Linked DNA regions of Mus musculus: region 1 is linked to region 2. Evidence: chromatin contacts called from public targeted proximity ligation data. All regions are on one chromosome and are shown on one strand. The core of a region is the stretch at or near the end of the contact, and the rest is flanking DNA. Distances in the headings are between cores, read along the strand shown. Region 1 overlaps Gm41829 (a long non-coding RNA gene). Region 2 has its middle 9.8 kb from the start of Ermp1.

What was found.
Region 1: a targeted proximity ligation map of pancreatic cancer cells shows a contact between it and region 2. A contact is called at or near these places in 1 of 39 promoter capture datasets (the C10 cell line) and 1 of 130 datasets of targeted methods (pancreatic cancer cells).

The regions. Positions count from the first base shown.
Region 1 is chr19:29,237,842-29,244,687 of GRCm38.p6, reverse strand. It overlaps Gm41829 (a long non-coding RNA gene), which reads left to right. Exons shown (of 2, transcript XR_877802.2): 1 at 1-3,144; 2 at 3,389-6,631. Among named protein-coding and RNA genes, the nearest start is that of Gm41829, 4.2 kb to the left of the region's middle.
Region 2 is chr19:29,654,506-29,661,923 of GRCm38.p6, reverse strand. No RefSeq gene overlaps it. Among named protein-coding and RNA genes, the nearest start is that of Ermp1, 9.8 kb to the right of the region's middle.

The DNA of each region.
Region 1 (6,846 bases), core at 4,043-6,542, 420 kb after region 2:
TGACTCAGAGCCTCTGTCTGATTCTGAATCTGTAAGTGTGTTTTGCTAGTTATGTTTCTTGGGGACATTGGATACTTGGATCTACTTTTTGAGCCCAGCCGGTCAGTTTGCATCTCTTTATCCGAGATAATCTGTAGTATTGACAGATGTGTATTAATTTTTGTAACTTTGGGTTGTGTTGTTGCTAGCTCCATTCCTTCTCTGCTCTTAGAGTCAGTTGTCTGCTGGTTTAGTGCCTTGGTCCTGCCGGATTCCTGGCCAGCCCTTTTGGTTCTGCTCCTCTCAGTAAACGTATTCTTCTCTGTGATCTCATGATTGAGACCTTCCACCTTTTCTGTGTGTAATATGCCTTGGGTGTTTTTAGGTTTGCTCTGTTTTGCTTTGTATTTTTGGACTTGCTAGTCATAAACTTGTCATGTGCTTGTCTTGTATGTCTACTTCTCTGTCAGAGCTAAGAGAGAGCTTTGGTGGAGGGAGTGACCTTAGCGGAAAGGTTTTGTGCTCTCAGAGCATGATATATACTGCGCCGTGTTTTAGGATTGTTGCTGCGGTGTCTCCGTGGTATGGAAACATGCTTGTCCAACAACAACCACTCGTGTTGATGATTTGGCATTTCCCCTGAAACCTTTCCTATTATCCTTTCCTTTGCATCCCCAAAATCTTGATTATGATAGATGAGAAGTGGCTTTTCCTTGGATGTCTGCCTGTTGCTCTAGATTTTAGGAGGGAGGGAAAGTTATGTTATAATTTAATTGGGTAGATTCTTTATATCTTTAGTTTTACGTCTCATTTCCTTTTTCCATTCCACAGATTCGTGGGTTTAGACCATTGATGATATCCCAGAGTCTTGGCCACTGTACCACGATCCTGTTTTCTTACTGTATTTGGATGCAGCCTGACCTTTGCCTTGGCATCCATTCATCCATGATGTTCTTCCTCTGCTTGCTTAAGTCCATTGATTACGCTTTACGTTTCAGTCTGTTTGTTTTCATGCAGTTGTCATTTCCATTGCTTCTGTTTGGCTTTATCCCAATCTCTCCATTTCCTTGCTAACTTTCGGTTCTCCATCAATCCTGTTGACTTTCTCACCCTTTCTGCTGATCGTTTCCTCTTGTCTGTGGATTTTCCTCTTCAGGTCCTACTTGAATTCCTTACTTGTCTGTGCCATCTCTGAGGTCATCCATCCCCTTTGAAGTCTTGTGTTTCACTGTGATTTGCATTTCTGATGGTGTGAATGGTTCTTCTGGTTTTATTTTGGATTCTTATTGTTGAACAGCATGTCTTTGAAGCCTCAATACCACTTACAGAAAATAAAACAAACTACTACACTACGAGGAACATGAAACCATAGAAGTAAGACACGTGCTTTAAAAAAAACTCAATAACATATCACTAATATCCATAAAACAAAACAGAAAATGGCAAAACTACTGTACTGTACTGTGAACCTAAAAAGTATTTAGAGCAAAGGTGGAAGCAGTGAATGCTGGGGAAAGGCAGGCAAAGAGCAAACCAAAAACCGAAATAAGATTAAATAAATATGAGAGAAAATAAGCGGAGGAGGAGAGGAGAGTGTTTTAGAGGGCAAGAGGGTAGAGCAAGGCGTCAGGAAAAATAAAAATAAGATAAAACCCAGAAAGCTCCATTGTAATCACAGACCGTACAAAGCTCAAAACCAAAAAGTGGTAAACATAAGAAAGTGACAAAAAAATTAAGCGTGGATTTTAAAAACGATATGACAAAGACAAAATAACCACTAAATGTATAATAGAAAAAAAAAGAAACGAAAAGAAAAGAAGACAAGAGCAGAAGGCAGGGGAGGGGGGAGGGGGAGGAGGAAAAAGAGGAGGAAGAGGAAAGAAAGAACTTTATAAAGAGTGAGAAAAAGAAAAATATCTCAGCTGGGCGGTGGTGGCGCACGCCTTTAATCCCAGCACTTGGGAGGCAGAGGCAGGTGGATTTCTGAATTCGAGACCAGCCTGGTCTACAAAGTGAGTTCCAGGACAGCCAGGGCTACACAGACAAACCCTATCTCGGAAAAAAAAAAGAAAAAAGAAAAAAAAAAAAAAGAAAAATATCTCCCAGTAATGAGAAAAATCTGTAAACATCACTAAATGCACAAAGATAATCTAAAAGCTAATCCAAAAAATATTAGCAAAATAAATTTAAAATACTGCTGAAAGTATTAGTAAAAGAAAGGGAGGAGGGACTACAAGATAGGGATGACTCAGCTTCTCTTGATCCTTGGAAACTCAAGGCTGCCAGTAAAATGCATGGGAGGGGTCAGCCACGTCTGTGGGCTTGTAGTTCCTATAGTTTATACTGTTGTTCCTGCACGGGTCCTGGGCAAGTACCCACGTCTGCCAGAGTTGTGCTCACTAGGGTACCTTCCCTTCCTTGCCTGTCCAAGGCCTCCCCTGGCCATACTTGCCTTTATGGAATGTAGTCTGGACAGTCTCTCTCCCTCTTGAGACTCCCCAGATTGAATTCCCTTGGGCGGTTAGTGTTCCAGCAGAAGATCTCTTCCAAATGGGAGAAGAAAATGAAATCCCTGAAAACTCTACACACCAAGGACTAGTCTTTGTACTCTCGGGACCTCTTAAGCGTTGATCGGCTTCAGGGGTACCGCTTGAGTGTCAAGAAGCCAAGTGGAGCTGAAACAGTCCCCATACACGACTGATAGCTGACAGCAAAAGCTGATCCACACACTGGCCTTCAGTCTCAGGGCCATCAAACTCCAGACTCATTCTCAGTTTCATCAAGGCAAATCTCTTCGTCTCTGAGGACAAGGCTACCTTTCCTTTACGCCCTGAGCCAACACTCCACCCCCACCCCTTCACTCTTGCCTTATCAGCATCGAGTTCTCCCACACTCCAAAGGTGCCTCCAGAGGCTGACTCACTCCCTGGAACTGTGACTAGTTAGCTTCAGTCTCTCTTTCCTGCGGTTGTCTCTGTACGCAGGACCCTAGGGAAGCTCAGCGTTAAGCAACAGCTTCCTTCTTCGGGTAGAACCCAGTCCCTGTCGTCTGAGTCATACGCAATGATAGTGTCTCCATGGCTGGCCCATCCACCAGAGGACCACTATTTCACCAACGCCAGCAACTGGATCTGAGGCTTTCTAGGCCTACGGGCTTATCCCGAGGGTAAGGCTTATAGTGCTTTCCCACCAGAGCGACCTGATTGACCTCTTGAACTAGGCTTTTGTTTCCCTTCCCCCACCAGGGATGGCCACCTGGCTGGGGCTCTATTGATGTTTCTTTTCAGTAACCTACACTATCTTTGTGGCTTTTCACAGGTCTGGAGGAGCATCTAGGTTTTTTTTTGTTGTTTTTTTTTTTCCTTATGCTAACTCAATATATCCTTTTGCTCTTTCAATATATCTTACAGAGACATCTTCTATCCCACACGCTTACCAAAACTCCCTATGCTATGATTTTTTAAATGTAAGAAACCAACTGTATCAGAGCTGGTCACAATATTTCAAGTCTCTAACTCCGGCACATGGGAGACTGAGGCAGAATAGTCATGAGTTTGAGGATAGCCTGGACTTCATAGCAGTTTCAAAGCAAGTCTCAAGTACAAAGGAAGACCCCATCTTGAAGAGGAAACGAGAAGAGAGAAACACTTTAAAAAAAAAAAAACCTGTCGTTGAACAAGATAATGACAACCTCTTTGTTTCTCATTTGTTTGCTTGCTTAGTATTCTGCTGCATTTTATTTATTTTAGTTGGTTGTGTCGTTTGTCTTGGGGTGAGGCAGGATTTTACTGTGTAGCTGGGGTGGAACTTGCTCTGCTTCCAGAGTGCTGGAGTCTCAGAGTGGAGCACCACCCCCAGAGGAGCCATCATCCCTAAGTGTTAACTATGTTTCAAGCCAAAGAAAGATTTGAGAAAGTCTCTGGTTGGCAGACTCATACCAAGATCTGAGGATGGGTCCAAAAAGTATTTTGTTTCATTCCAAAATAGAGAAAATATGATTTTCTGAAGGAAAAAAAAAAGAGGAAGTAGTAGCTATGGAAAGAGGCTAATTTATTTTAGGTCTAGGATTATAAACAGGGTGTCTGAATCAGGTAAACAGACAAGCGAACAACATTGTCTTACTTTAAATCAATCACAGGTCTGCCTCAGTACACCCTCATTCTGACATCGGTCCTCTTCACAGTCTTTGTGTTCTGCAGAACAAAACTTCCTTTCCTTTGACATGAGCAGACTGTACATGAGAACCAAATAGTTTTCCACTATGTAAACCCTTTTAGGTTAGGGTAATTATCTGTCTAAATACACAGAATGTCAAGTGCAACTTTGCTCTACTTTGAACAAAGGGGAAAAAAAAGTTTTTTGAAATGTAGTTTTACAATGTGCACCGAGCTGGGCTTGAACTCACGAACCCCCTGTGCCGCTGAGCATCTGGGATCACAGACAGCAGTGTCAACAACACAAGAGTTGACTAAAGACAGTGAGAGTTACCTGCCCACAAATTGTTATTTTTGAAAACAATACGTTGCAAGATCTACTGTGAAAAGCAGAAATTCAGGTGGAAAGTTCAACATGTAAATGTGTTTGTCACCAAGTCTGACCACTTGAGGAAATTCCTCTGAAGCTTGAACATAGACGGAGAGAACTGAATCCGGTGAGTTGACCTCTGACCCCTACATATCTCTTACGGTGGGTGCAACTCACATTCCTGTGGGCGTGTGCACACACACATATGTAAATACATGTATAAAAATAAATGTGACAACCTAAAAATAGAAAATGTCCATACTGAAGTGCCAATGTAGAAAGTATTGACTTCTGAGACTAAAGTGTACACTCTTTCTCCCAAGCCTAGCTTCTTTCTAAAGAACATAATGGCTAGAAGTGCCAGCCTCCATTGCCTAGTTAGTGTGTGCCCCTCTCTGTTTCCGTTGATTGGAGCATAATGAACACCTGACTCAAGCAGAACCAGAAGTTCCCTTCCAGGGAATTTGGAATTGAGAGTCATAGACCATACATCCCTTTTTTGTTTGCAGGAAGTGAGATCACCCATACTCTGGGGTTGAGGCAACCACCGTAAGAGTAATGTCTGGGTTCTCATACCTGGAGTTGCAGAGGAGTGGACCAGTAGAGGGAGGAAAACAGGGGAGGCAGCCATAGGCAAGTGCTGGCTCTGGTTAGCCCCTCCTCCCTAACAATTCCTGTAAAACACTACTGGGATATGCTGTTGCTCCATGATGACGCTCTCCTATTTAAAGTCATGCCACAGAACCTTTAGCTGAGTCTCCAGCATTAAAGCAAATGCCCATTTGTCTTTAGACCTTTGTGTTCCTCTAAATCTTTCCCTCTGGTGCCTCCTCTTTTGGAAGTCTTGAAACTATGCCTCTTTATCTACCCATCGTGAGAGCTGATGAATGGAAGGCAGGTGTGCTCCTCTAAGGAGAGGCAGCTGCTGTTGAGAAAGTGCTTTCTATTGATTCTTTCGTTGCTGGTATATTCTGAAGCCCACTACAAGAGCACATATCTAAATTCATTTTCCTGGAAGTTGCTTTCTTAAAAAAAAAAAAAAAACTTACATCATTCACAACAGATCAAACTTCAGCCAGTCTAGTACAAATTGAATTGGGTCTCCCGAGAAAATATGTTGAAGTCCTAACCACTATTTCCTATGGATGTGGAAATGCTCGTTGGAAAATACTCTCTCTGCAGAGCTAATCAAGCAACAAATGAAAGCACTAAGGTGAACCCTGACCTGGAATGACAGGAATTCCTAGGAATGCACAGGAACACAGGCTATGTGAATTGGAGGCAGAGGTCACCGTGACACATCTTCCTAAAGAGGAACAGGTTAAAGAGACCTGGGGGCCATCAGAAGCTGGAAGAAGCAACGAAGGAATCCTCTCACCCCGAAACTTCACACGAAGCTTGACCCTTGCCAACCCCTTGGGAAGCCTAGTTTTCAGATTTATGAAAGAATAAGTTCCTACTGATATAAGCCATCCAATGTGGTAGTCTAGGGTAGTCTAGAAAAGTAATAGACTAGGTAGTGCTTCTCAAACTGAAGTCCAGACAAGTCTTGGACTTTTTAAATTCCCCTGTCTGACACAGGAAATGCTGCCTGAGAATTGACAGCGACTTGTTAGAGGGAAGAAATCAGTCTCCTTATTACTCTTTCCTGTTTGTTTGCTTTCCCATTGAATCGCAGTGCTTCTGTTTACTTATTTCCTGTCACCTTCACTTGTCACACGACAATGATAAAGGATGTAGCAGTCCTAAGGCAGGCTTTGGCTGGGTACTCCACGGCTACAAGAATGTTGGTATCACACACATCCCTCCCAGATGTCAAATCAGCCCTTTCCTGAAGCACAGGAAGCTTGCCGGGAACCAAGGACATTCCAGCAAGTTCAGCTTTAGTAAGAATGATGACAGGAAAAACGTGTAAGGCGACTATTAATTACTGAAATATGCTTGTCTTAAACCTCGTGAAAGCGTAGGGTGTATGCCTTCATGTCTACTGTCGATATAAAAACATTTTAATGTACGTTCGCTGAGAAAACTACCGTCCTCTGTTTTAAATTTCTAAGTAAGTGTTAATACGTGCCACTTGTGTAAAGTTTTAAATGTTTGGAAAATATCGTAAATCTCTCTTGGCCTTTCCTATCCCTCTTCATTTTTCAGAATTGACCACTGAGCCCGTGTATAACCTTTCACACTCTCTGGAGTGCATTTTTTACACATATCCAACAGCGAAGTTCTGTAAGCAAAAATGATAATCCCATATTAGTACTTTCTGTTACCAGCTCTTCACCCCACACACTCATTTTAATCTTTACAGTCTGTCCTATTTGTTTAAACTCTTACATAGTCTCCA
Region 2 (7,418 bases), core at 749-3,248:
GCTCTGGAACTTACTCTATCTGTGTTTTTAAGATGGGGTGTCCAACTTTGTAACAATTTTCCTTGAGGCTGGAATGGGCATGAAGCTTTGGCTCTGGTCTGCCTCTCGGCCATGGTTTACAGTTCACCCTCTGGATTAAGCCTATGGCTGTAGGATTAGCCCCTGGTAGGCAAGAACCTTAGCTTCCATAGCTGCTTCTGTTAGGTCTTGTGGAGTGCCTATGTCCAGAAAAGACAGTTTTGGCCCACCTCAGACTAGACTGTAGAATGATTTCCGGCCACTAGGTAAACGTCGGTTTTCCCTCAGGAACTTGTGAAACCACTTCCCATCCAGTTGGCTTCCCTTGTCTCTGGCAGAAGGGGCAAACAGTTCTCTATTAACATGCACCTGAGGTTGTGGGTAGGATGGGGTGTGGGCTGTGGGGACAAGGACTGGGGTGAACTGCAACCCAGAGAACAACCTAAATCAGCCATAGTTGGTTATCCGAGCTGAATCTTGTGTTTTCCCAACAAAGGGCTGAACTTGAGATACACATGTGAGAGTTTTGCTTTGCTAACGTTGCCCAACTCAGTTAAAAAAGAGATCCCTGTATGAGCCAAACACAACAGTTACAAACTGGAGCCCACTCACAGGCTGCCTGCCACAGCTCCAGCGCCCTAACCTCTAAGCCCTGAAGGATATACTTGCTAACCATAAATTTTTTTTCTGCCTGAGAATCAAGTTATAAACTGGATTCTTATCTCTAGAGTGGGAAGAAAGTGAACCGATAAGACAGCCATTCATTTTCTGTGTAAGGGGCATGCATAATTGTGTCAAAAGTTTCCCTTCTCTTGTCTCCAGGACTACTCTATTTCACACTAAGAGTGAGTGAGTGGGAAGAGTCTGACATTTGTTCCATTGCCTGGCTCCGAGTTTGTAGCAGCAAAAAATGCTTTGAAATAGTTTTTCCCCCTCACCCATCTGGTTATACATACAGGGAACACACTGGGATGCTCAGCCCTAACACACTCGCACACACGTGCACACACACACACTCATACACACACATACACACACTCACACACACACACACACTCATACACACACATATACACCCTCATACACACACTCATACACACACACTCATACACACACATATACACACTCATACACACACACACACACACACACACACAAACACACACCAACACACACACACACACACACACACACACACACACACACACACACACACACACACACACACACACACACACACACTCATACACACACATACACACACTCACACACACACACACACTCATACACACACATATACACCCTCATACACACACTCATACACACACACTCATACACACACATATACACACTCATACACACACACATACACACACACACTCATACACACTCTTACACACACACACACACACACACACACACACCTAGATTTTAGGGCAGAGAGAAGTAGATGAATTTATTCCTGCTGGCTTCTATCTAATCACCAGAAGTCCTTCTAGAGTCTAGCTTAAGCTGAGCCTAGACTCAATTTTGGATCAAATCAGTAGGTCTACCCTTTGAGGGGGTGGGATGGAATATCCCTTGGATCTGACAATGCTCTGTTCTGCTTCCTAAACAAAGCACAATTTCTTTGCCAATGGGACTGCACTTTAGGATGGCAATAAAAACAGACGTCCATTTATCATTCAGGCTTTTGCCTCTAACTCTCTAAACTTGGTGTCCCAGACTCACAGGAGTCCCACAACAATTACTCTGACACATAGTGAAGATATCCTGGGGTCTGGGAAGACAATGGTTCTAAAAACTGTATGCTGTTATAGGTGTGTTCCAATTCCTCTATAATCCCAGCATGCACAAGGAGTCTAAGGCAGAATGGTGGATTATTCAAGGCCAAGTGGGGCTACATAGAGAGATCCTGCCTCAGAACGAAAGACAAACAACCACAGCCTTTTAGGCTATGAATAAGCCACTTCCTTTGTTTTCTCTGAAGAATCAACTTCTGGGGCTGCAAAGGTGACTCAGAGAACCGCTGCTCTCGAGGTCCACAAGGCAGCTGTTTGTAATTTCAGTCCTAGGGCTTCCAGTGCTATCTTCTGGCCTCCTCAGGCACGAAGGCATACACACAGTGCTCAGACATACGTGCAGTCAAAACACCCATACACATAGAGTGAAATGAAATAAAAAGAATCGACATCTCTGCTGAAGAGCTGCTGGTTTTCCTTAAAGAGCGGAGATCGGATATTCTAACAGTACTTGGAGCTACTGGAATAGGAAGTACAAGGGGCCTGCGTATATAGCAGAGGTAGTTTTACTGGGACCGAACTTGGGCAGGCATCTGTCTCTGGAGCTAAGAAATCTTAAAATCCCATTTCCCAAAGCCATTCCTGAATCATATGTAGCACATACATTTTGTTTGTTTTTGTTTAGGGAAGGGCCTTCTATAGCCCAGCCTGACCTTGAGCTCACTGGCAAGATGAGCCTGACCTTCAGTTTCTTACCCTCTTCCCTCTTCCTCCAGAACTCTAGGATTATAGAGAGTGCACCCAGGCCAGTTTTATGCGGTTCTGGGGATCAAATCCAGGGCTTTCTACCTGCTAGGCAAGTATACTACCACTGTGTTATTGATTATTAGTATTGAGATATTTTATGTATAACCTATATTATTAATATCTAGATATCTAGTTATTAAAAATATCTAGCTATTTCTATATCCAGATTGTTCTGTTCTGTTTTTTTTTAAACATTTAATGAAGTGGGAAGTAGAGGCTACCTTGTGGGAGTTGGCTCTCTCTTACCACGTGGGTGCCAGGGACTGAAGTCAGGCCTTCATGCTTAGTGGTGAGTATTTCACTCCCTGAAACTGTGGGTTGGGGTGGAAGCCAAGAGAACTCACTTCAGAGACAGAAGCTTAAAAATGAAAGCTTTGTTCTCTGCAGGATCAGGGGGAGGCCAGTTCGGGATCTGAACCAGGGTCCCCGAAGGGCCCGAAGGGACACTGAATAACCTTTATATAGGATGGGTACACAAAGCAAGGAGATTGGGGTGGGCTGTTGCATTGGCCAATCATACTTTGACACAAGGGGATAAGCAAGGCAGTTAACTTTGATGGCTGGGCCTTATCCAGGACGCATCAGGGTCGTTGATTCAGTCTTTCCAGCCAGGTCCCCTCCTGGACTCTGGCGTGGAATCTAGGGTGATAAGGGAACAATGGAACAGACAAGCTGCATACGGTCAACTAAGTCAAGACAGGCAACACATTTACTACTTGTGTCCCTTAGTTTAGATAATGGGATACGGCAACTTCCCTCTTTCTATCCTTTACTGATGAGCAGACAAACATGAAGCACCTGAAGAAGCCAGACAGGCGTTGGTTCCGGGGCCTGGGAACAGGAACTCTGCCAGTAGGATGGAAGTTGTTCCTGAGATGGCTGGACTCGAAACTGTCTCCTAACAAAACAAATGTCATACCAAGGCCTAGATCTCCCATATTTCTCTCTTTGAAGGTGAAATCTACCTCACACACAATTAACCATGTTAAAAGTGGTGATTTAGAACATTTCCATATCCTTCAAGCCCGGCACATCCATCTGGTTCCAAAAACATTTTGTCACTAGAAAAAAATCCCTCATAAATGTTAAGCAGCCATTTCTATCTTCTCCACTTGCCTCTGTACCTCTGTGTTCTGCCTCCATGAGTTTTCTCCTCTCTGGGTGCCTCAGGTGACTGAAGACAGTGGGGCTCTGGCTGGTTTCTCTAGCATCCTCTTTTTAAGGCTTAAAGCCACAAGAGCAGGTGCTCATACTTCAGTCTAAAGATGGAATTTTATTGTGAATAAGGTTTTGTCTTGTTATCTGTTTGAAACTGGGTTTCTCTGTGTAGTCCTGGCTGTCCTAGAACTTACTCTGTAGACCAGACTGGCCTTGAACTCAGAGCTCTACCTGCCTCTGCCCTGGGATTAAAGGTGTGCTCCAAGCCACCACTCCTTTGAATACCTTTTTTTTTTTTTTTTAATTGAAGAAATTGGGAATTTATTCTTGGTACTTCTGGATTTTTGCTTATCGATTATTAATGTAATAAAGGAACTGAGGCTTGAGGAAAAGAGGTTTTATCTTTATAAGGCTTATCACCCAAGGGGGTAGTAATGTAGAGGTGAGTGCTTGTGGAACTGTGAGTGTGTTGGTAAGATTAAACAAGGTTATTAGAAATATTTAATAAGATACACATACAGCTCTTCCCGTCCTAAGTTGCCTTTCCACAGAGGCAAACTAGGTTGCTGTAAAAAAGACATAGTCATGCTTTTTGTTTGTTTCTTTTTTTAATGTGTATGGATAGTTTGTCTGCATGCATGTTTGTGTGCTGTGCTTATGCTTGGAAAGGAGGAGGCCAGAACACGATGTCAGATCCTTTGGATCTGGGATTACAAGCAGTTGTAAGTAGCCCAATATGGGTGCTGGGAATAGAACTCGAATCCTCTGGAGGAGCCTCAGGTACTCTTAACCCCTGGGCCCTCTGTCTGGACGCCTAGCCTTTCATCCACCTAGCCAACTACAAAGGGATAACTGGACGATGTGAAAGACATTCTCTTCCCATTTTCACAATCTCATGCAGATGAAGGTCCACCCCCTAAGTAAATCCTGTAAGTTAAACCTGTAAACTCAAGGGTCTGTAACTTTCTGGAATGCTGGGAGTTGTAGTTCTTGGAAAATAACAAAGCCTCCTGGGAAAATATGGTTGCTTGTAAACCCTTTCAGAATGTGTATTGAGGCCACTCAGCTGGGAATTGCATGTAGTGGTCCTGACTGAAGCCCATCCTGGTCAGTCAGTATTTAATGAAAAGCTTGTTTCAAAACGGACTCAGATGGTAGAACTGGTTTTTCCTCTGTGAATCTCAGGCTTAACACCTCCCCCAGAAGAGTACCAATAGATATATTGAACTTTGGCCGTGAATGTGGTCAAGGGTCTTAGAAAAATCCTATTAGCTTTAATTCTCATGTGGGGGGAAATGACACAGCACACAGCCTGGGGAGGTAATTAATTCAGAGAAGTTCCACAGCTTAGTGGGATAGCAAGGAATGCAAGGAAGGAATGCAGTTTACGCAACTGTTTTGCACATGTGTGGCAAGGTGCTCCAAGTTCTCTAGGGTTGGAGGGTGGGCAGAAAGGAAGATGTTCAGCAAGCTCAAGGCGGGCCACCTGGTTCCAGCACAGTCGGTCTCTACACACTCTCAGACATGTGGCCTGGTCCTGGAAGACCCTGAGGACATCACGGCTGACCATTTTAGTTTAAGCAAGTGGCACAGCCTGCAGCCTCCCACCCGCCCCGGAGTCTGATGCAGTGTGTGAGGCACAGGATGCTACCAGGTTGTTCTCTCGTTTCTGATTTCTCTGGTGTCTCTGGGAGAGACCGGCGATACTTTCATGCAAGATCTGTTGCTGTCGCCTTCTTCTTGGAAACATTTTGGAAATGCAGCAGCTGCAGAGGCTATTTTGGGTCCAGCAAGGATCCAGAGAAGGTCATTATCACTTACAGGCCAAGTGAGATTTGTCCAGGACAGATTTTGTGAGATTACGGGGAACCTGGTATTTTGGGCAAGCACTTGTAGATGAGCTGAGCTCTGGCAAGTGCACACTTCATGAATATTTGAGTAGACTTGAACAGTCCATTTTCAATGTGGAACAATTTCGGTTAAGTCAGTGTTCTCAGCCTCCAAACTGCTGAGTCGTGAATTTCTGGTACCAAGTCACCTGCCTGACCTCAGGAAGTTCATGGAAAAATACAAATAAGCATTGGTATGTGACCCTCAAATAAATGCCCAAAGATGTTCATTTGCCGGGTTCCTTTCTAATAGACTACAAGGGATAGAAGAGAAAACCTAGAATCCAGGGGGCAATTAAAATCACTAATTCTCTCAGGCCAAAGGCAGAATTTAAAGAAGTGAAAAGCCCCTCATTATTTTACTGGCTCAGCAATTAGCTATGGAAGTTTTGAACTTTTTAGTTTAGAAATGTGCTTGGGCTCCCAAGGTGGGGGAGGATTTGCTTAACATCATGGGTTTGATCCCTAACACTGCCAGGGAGAAAAAAAAAGGAAAGGACAGGAAAAGAGAAAGGCGCTGGGTGGGGTGTTTTTACCTGTAATGTCAGCATCAGGAGCCAGAGGCAGGAGGATTGCTGTGAAGACAAGGGTGGCCTGCATACCAAGACCCTATCTACAACAAAAACAGAGTGAGAAAGAAAAACAAAGAAGGAAGGAAAGGCAGAAGGAAGAAGGAAGGGAGGGAGGGACGGAGACAGACAGACACACAAAAATGCTTGAAGACTAAAAGCCAAAGTTAGCCTTTTGACAATTTTTATTCCCTTGTTAGATCCCATCCATGCTGTAATTAATTATAAACTGTCTTCCTGGGAATTGAGAGGCCAGTGCTCCACACACAAGCTTCTGAACCCAGAACCAGAGAGAAGACGAGAAATAGAGAAGGAGGAAGCCTCCAGAACGCACCTTTTATTGCAACTGTGTGTGTGGGCTGGCACAGCTGTTCCGTCAGCTACTCTTTCTGCCTGAATGTTTGCAGTGTGAGCGCTCCTTCACCACAGGAGACTGACTTGGCAACATTGTTTCAAATTTACGTGTTCCGGACTCTTGACTGCTCTGTCTTACTTGACCTTTCTTCTTTCTTTTATATGCAAAATCACTTTTCTATCATAAATATTTTGCAGTGCTGGGTCCTCTCTCTTCCTTTCTTTCTCTCTCCCCTCCTTTCTTTCCTCCCTCTTTTTCTTCCTTTGAGACTGGTTTCTCTCTGTAGCCTAGGCTAGTCTGAAACTTACTCTATAGGGTCATGGCAATTGTCCCACGCTGGGATTATCGCCATAAACCTCCATACAGGACTCTTTTCTCTTTTTAAAAGTCATGTTTTGATAGATCTCTATGTAAGAAATCACTACATAAAACTGTGAGTTTGTTTGTTTGTTTGTTTAAGGCTCCTGGTGTACCTTAAATAATTATTTTTCTGAAGAGTTATTCCAAAAGATATCCTGCCAGACCCCACATCATGTAAGTTCTATTGATGAGCAGTGTAAGTGCCGGTTATTTAAAAAGTAATCTTCTCAATATAAGTTATATTTCTACATCCTCTCCTTTGAGACTAAGAATGAACAGCATATATTTACCTGAAGGTCTTTCTTCCTGATCTGCGTACACAGCACCTACAGATAAGACATATATATAATCCTTTGGGTTTTTATACTTGTAAATTCTGTCCCAGGATGGGCCATTTGCCTTCTATGGCCTCTTTTCTTCCGTGTGTGTGTGTGTGTGTGTGTGTGTGTGTGTGTGTGTGTGTGTGTGTGTGTAAGTGTATGTGTTCTGACTGTGTGTGTGTCCATGAGTGAGTGCCTTT